2 separate regions of the Macaca mulatta genome follow, and region 2 is linked to region 1. A link is a contact called in public Hi-C data. All regions are on one chromosome and are shown on one strand. Each heading gives the region's core, a stretch centred on a gene start, on an enhancer-like site or on the middle of the called end of the contact. The rest is flanking DNA. Distances are from core to core; before and after follow the strand shown.

The links. A called contact is a pair of places that touch in the nucleus more often than the background predicts.
Region 2: a Hi-C map of CD4 T cells shows a contact between it and region 1, with 4 times the contacts expected there. The contact joins the promoter of YPEL2 here to the enhancer-like site in region 1. A contact is called at or near these places in 7 of 14 Hi-C or Micro-C datasets (CD4 T cells, blood, cortical neurons and 4 more).

The regions. Positions count from the first base shown.
Region 1 is chr16:50,565,319-50,568,202 of T2T-MMU8v2.0, forward strand. No RefSeq gene overlaps it. Among named protein-coding and RNA genes, the nearest start is that of YPEL2, 93 kb to the right of the region's middle. Within about 2 kb of position 1,288, at least 16 of the 40 cell types and tissues checked have an H3K27ac peak or open chromatin away from gene starts, as enhancers often do. A contact at or near this core is called in CD4 T cells, where this site is marked.
Region 2 is chr16:50,658,602-50,661,301 of T2T-MMU8v2.0, forward strand. It overlaps YPEL2 (yippee like 2), which reads right to left and starts at 1,382. Exons shown (of 6, transcript XR_013406407.1): 1 at 1,213-1,382.

The DNA of each region.
Region 1 (2,884 bases), core at 38-2,537:
TTTTTTTTTTGTTGCTTTGAAACAGAGTTTCACTACTGTCGCCCAGGCTGGAGTGCAGTGGTGTGATCTTGGCTCACTGCAACCTCCACCTCCTGGGTTCAAGTGATTCTTGTTCCTCCGCTTCCCGAGTAGCTGGGACCACAGGTATCTGCCACCCCGCCCAGCTGATATTTTGTATTTTTGGTAGAAATGGGGTTTCACTATGTTGGCCAGGCTGGTCTCAAACTCCTGACCTCAAGTGACCAACTAGCTCGGCCTCCCAAAGTGCTGGGATTACAGGCGTGAGCCACCGCGCCCGGCCCAAGACTGTGTTTCTCTTGATCACCTATGTGTTCCCTGGCACATAGTAAGGATTCAATAAATAACTTTTGAATGGATGCATTTTAGCTGCAAGGAACACCCATGAACTCTCTTTACTCAGCTGACAGCAAGGAATCTGGTGTTCTGTAAGAAAGTGACGATGTGGATCTAGAAGTCGGACCTTACCCCAACACTGGCATTTTCCTAATCACAGGAAATCTTCCAGTAAATACGTTGGGGTCTTTGAGGAGGCCCCAAAATAGCAGTCTGCTCCCTTCTCTGTGAATTTTGAATTGAATCAGAAGATAGCAGCAAGCTAGACAAGGACCAAAAATAACCTTTTCTACTGATAAAGCTGATATTAGAGAACGTGGCTTATATCATCAGACAAACGAGCTTCCCGATACTCAACTTCAGAATTAGGCAGACTTGGCAGCTTGGTGACAGGCAGCTGAGCTGGAATGGGCCTCCTCTTCCCACCCCGCGGGAGCGAAGCTTGCTCCCAAGAAGAAAAGAAGAGAGGATGATATAAGGCACAGTTCCTCCTTCCAAACTCACCAGTCATATTAAACCACTCCTCCTTCTCAGGGAAGAGGGGGCAGGCGGAGAGAAGCCAGGAGTGTTTGGACTCCTTTCAGAAGAAAGAAAACATCAGGAGTGGGAAGACCCAGTCTCCCTCCCTCACACACACCACGTGTGATTTGGTCAGGTCAATTGATTCTACTTTGTTTTCAATCAAAATGGGCGATATTTCCAAGTGGTGGGATATGTTTGCTGTCTAAAATATAGAATAGCTCCATAGAATAACTCACACATCACAGAATCAAGCTCCCCAAGGAGTTGGAGATCTTCATTTGAAATTATGCAAAATTCAAAAGAAGAAACAAGAGCTCACGACGAAATTACACAATCAGGGGCACTAGGTGGCAATAAGCCTTTTGCTCTCTCACCATGCCCATCAAAGGCATTTCAAGAGCACTGAAAGCTCACACACTTCCCACGCCGGCTGTCAGTTTCTTTCTGGATGATCTCAGAGCCACACAGAGCATTCTTAGTCACTGGGAGAACAGAACCAAAGCTTAACTCCTTGGTGGCACCAGGGGAAGTGGCACTTCGAGTTGGATTCCAGGAAATCCAGGGAAACACTTGACACAGGAAGTCTGTGACCACGTTCCCAGTTTCCCCAGTGTCAAGGCTGGGGCCATGAGCATTGTTCAAAACACTCAGGCCTGCATTGTGTCTGTCTACCACATGCTTTTGGTTTTACTCCCCAGGGCACTTTTTCCTGTTTCTGTTTTTTGGTTTTGCTTTTTAAGGTAAACATGTACCATCTAGGCTTCAAGAAACGTCCTTGAATAACCATCGTTTGCCGATTTGAAGGTTGGTACACAAACTACCAGCTGAATTGGACAATCATAACCCCCCAAATGAGGCAAAAGTACATTTAACATTCAACACGGGTTTTCCTAAAAGTGGTATTGGCTGTTTAATGTGACTGAGCCTGGTGAGAACCAGGATGCCCTGAACTCAGCAGGATCCCCTCAACTCAGCAGGATCCCCTCTGTTCTTGCTGCCAAGACAAAGTTTTGCTCTAATCTTAAGTAGCTTGCTGGTGGGCTATTTGCTGGAGGTCACTAAGTAGACTTTGCTGGCCAGCCCTGGGAGAGAACCCAGGCTGACAAAGGAAACCTCGAACACAGCAAGATTGAGACAATATGTTCCCATCCTCTCTTCTCAAATGTAAAGCTATTTTCTCATCTATTACCTGCCCCTATTTTTACCATGAGAAGCTCTCCAATGCCACTTTAGCTATCGATAATTGGCAGTGAGTTTTGCAATTAACAGCTGCCCAGAATCAATTCCAAGGATGCGCAACTGAAACCGCTTTTAAAAAGGCAGAGTTGGGGATTGCTCTGCTGCCTACCTGACCTCCAATCCTTTTTCTTACCCATACAAACCATCTGCTGGAAGAATCTGAAACTTGAACCACGTACCTAAATGCCCAGTTCTGGGTATGGGGTAGATATTTGAGAAATATTTCGATTGATTGATGTGTACCCGGGGGAAGGGTACGGGCAGCTCCACAAGGAGTTGCTGTGTAATTCACAGTGAAGAGTGGCTCTCCTGCTGACTCAAAACTCCTTTCTTATTTCAGACCAAAGACTCCAGGGACAGGTTTGGGTAAGAAACCTGGCCTCAGGGAAAAGCATATGAAGCCTGTTCATTCCCCAGAAGAGAAGAAATAGAGAGAATTGCTCACCGTGATGGGCGCATCTCAGCTTTGCAAGTTTATCGTCCTCATGATAAACTTGAGGGGCACCAGCAAGGGGCCTTCTATGAGGCTGAACTTCCCACTCACCCGTGCCTGTTAGAGACATGACCCAAGGCTTTGGGAGCTTTCTCGCAGCTTCTGCTTAAATGGTGGCAAGGAGGGAGCCAGTCCTTTCACCATGACCTCTAAATGACGCCAGTGCTGAAGGCTGTGGGGCCTTCGATCGCTCGAAAACTAGGAGACTTAAATATTTTTAGAGACATGCTGTCATCTGGGCAGCCTTAAGTGGATGTTTTCTCTGTCTTTCTTCAG
Region 2 (2,700 bases), core at 132-2,631, 93 kb after region 1:
ACCGAACTTCTTGCACCTCTAATGCTCCGTAAGGCACAGGAAAGCTGACCGCTACCCTTCTTACCCAATGCTTTGGGACAAGGAAGAGCAAGGAAGGAAGGGCAGGGAGAAAAAGACAGCTGCCTCGTTAGCCTTCAGATTCACCAAAGGCAAGGACTCACTCAAGAGCCTCCCAAGTTGCAAGGACAGCAAAATCAGCAGAAAAGCCAGAAAGCAAAACCCCCGGAAAGCTTCGGAGCAGTTCCCTGGGGCCATTCACAGCGGCGGGACTGGAGGCCGGGAGAGGGTGCAGCTCCGCACTAAGCGGAGGAAAACGGGACACTCGCTCACCTGGCTTTTTAAACTCTCGCACAGAGGTAGCAATCTTCTGGACAAGAAGTCCAAAAGAACAGGTGTCCCCCACCCCTGCACGCCCCCAAGACCGGAGGAAAGCCCACCACTCTGGGAAAGACACCAGAGGAGGTCGGCGGCCAACTACGGTAAACTGGAAGTGGCGAAAGGTCGGGGCCGCCCCTAAGCGCCAGCTCCGGGGAGGCGCTCGCGGCAGAGGCCCCCGCGTTCCTTTGGGCAGGACTTCGCGCCCACCCCCTTGGCAAGGACACCGGGGAGGCGCCAGGACGCGGCCAGGCAGGAACTCGACTGCGGTTACCTCGGTTCGGGCCGGGGCCGACGACGCGCTCCGAGAAATTTCGACGGCGCCCAGTCCCACAGTGGGAGGCCCCCAGGGCGGTGCCCTGTGTCCAAGTGTCCCCAGGACTCTCCGAAGGAGACGCGGCGTCACGAGTGGACGGAGGGCGTCTCCAGCCCCACCCGGACCCCACGGAGTCCGAACCCGCGGGGACGACGCGGAGGAGGAAGCGGCGATCCCAGCTCCGCGCCCCCACCCCAAACCTGGCCCCGCAGACTTGCCCGGCCCCTGCCGTGCGTCTTCCACCCCGACCGGGGGTCCCGCGCCCCGGGCTCTCAGTGAGCAGCCGCGGGCCCGGCAATGTTTGTAAACAAACCGGTCACGTGGCCCGGCTGCGGCTCCCCGCCCCCGGCGCCCGCGGCCCCCACGGGGACCCCACGCGGAACCGAGAGCGCCGCACCTCCAACCCCGCGCAGGCCCGGCCGGGGGAGTCCGGGGTCCGGGGCCGGGGACCCAGAGCCCGCGCTGACAGTGCGCCCCACGCCCACGCGCGACCAGCCCGCGCCGCACTCCGGCGCACTCACCCGGCGGCAGGCGGCCCCGTCCGGCCAGCGCGGGGCTCGGCTCCGCGGCGGTGCGCAGCGGCGAAGCGCGGCCCGGATGGGGCTCGGGCTCCCGGCGCGCTCTTAAAGCCACAGTCTCCGCCACTGCCGCGGCCGCCACTCCGCATCCCTCCGGGTCCGGGCCGGGGGCTACCCCGTGACGGACGCACCCCCGCGCCTATCCCCTCGACTCAGCACATAGCAACACGCCGCGGGTTGGCCGGGCGCAGCCGCAGCCCATCCGCGCGGAGCCAATCATCAGAGGACGGAACTCCGCCCCCCGCTTCCCCGACCGCCCACTCCCCCACCCCTCGGCCCGGCCCGGCTTGGCCTGGGCGACAAGAGTGAGGCTGGTCCGGGTCCCGCCCGTCCGGGCAACTTGCCGGAGGGGCAGGGACCCATAGAGACAAAGCTGGGTGGGCTGTCAGCGCCTAGGAGGGCGCTGTTTATTTGGGTTTGGGGTTTGTCCCCAGGGCAGGGCTGGGATTCCCAGAACCTGGGTTGTATTTGGGGGCGGGGGGATTTGCAGTGCTTCTCCTTGGAGGCTCAAGATAGTCATTCCTTTCTTACTTTTTAAACCTCGCCCTAAGCCATAGCTTAAATTACCAGAAGTGGCCCTCAGGACCCGGGGCAATTGAATTTAAAACGATAGTCCCGGTTCCACCCAGCCCACCCATGCCCTGCTCAGAAGCCATGCATTTCCCCTCTTCTCTCTTTCCTGCTAGTAATTTCGGCGAATTAAAAGTACGAAAGGGGCTTAGAGGAATTGAAGACCGATCTATTGCTGCTAATTTTCCATGACTTTTAGAGGCAGATGACGATGGTTAGAGTGGGATGGTCCGAGTGACCAGAGGGGAGGAGTCCACGTTCTGGATCATTGGGGTGGTGCTTTTCAAGGAAGAGCAGGTTAAAAAATAACCTCATGGCAGTCAGGAATCCAGGGAGGCACCAGGTGGGTGGAGTGGGGCAGTTTCCCAGCAGGAAGACAGGTCAGTTTGATAAAGAATGTAGGCACGGACAAGGTGAACAGAGCAGGTTCTGCCTTTCACTCAAGACACTGGGGTTCCGCAGTTCCTCTGGGAACTCCTCGTCCAAGGAAACTAGTGATTTACTGTGCAGCTATCAGGATGTGGGGTGCTGCAGGAAGTGCAGCTGACTCCCCGCCTTCCACACACTGGTTTGCACGTACACCCAGAATGCTGGCTCACCTGCATCTCCACCCAGCTGTCTTTCAAATATGCTTGGTCAACCAAATTGTATTCAGTTAATGTCTATTGCATGTGAATCCCGTCCCCAAAGTTAGTGAAAACAACAAAACACCCCAAATACCTCAGTATTGTGGTGCTGACATATCAGCATCAGATTTGCAGTTTCAGTGTAAACAGAGGCTATGTCATGGTTCACAACTGACTAGAGAGTCTAAAAGGTGGGGGGGGGGCGGGGGGGGCGGGGAATGCTTTCAGATGGGAA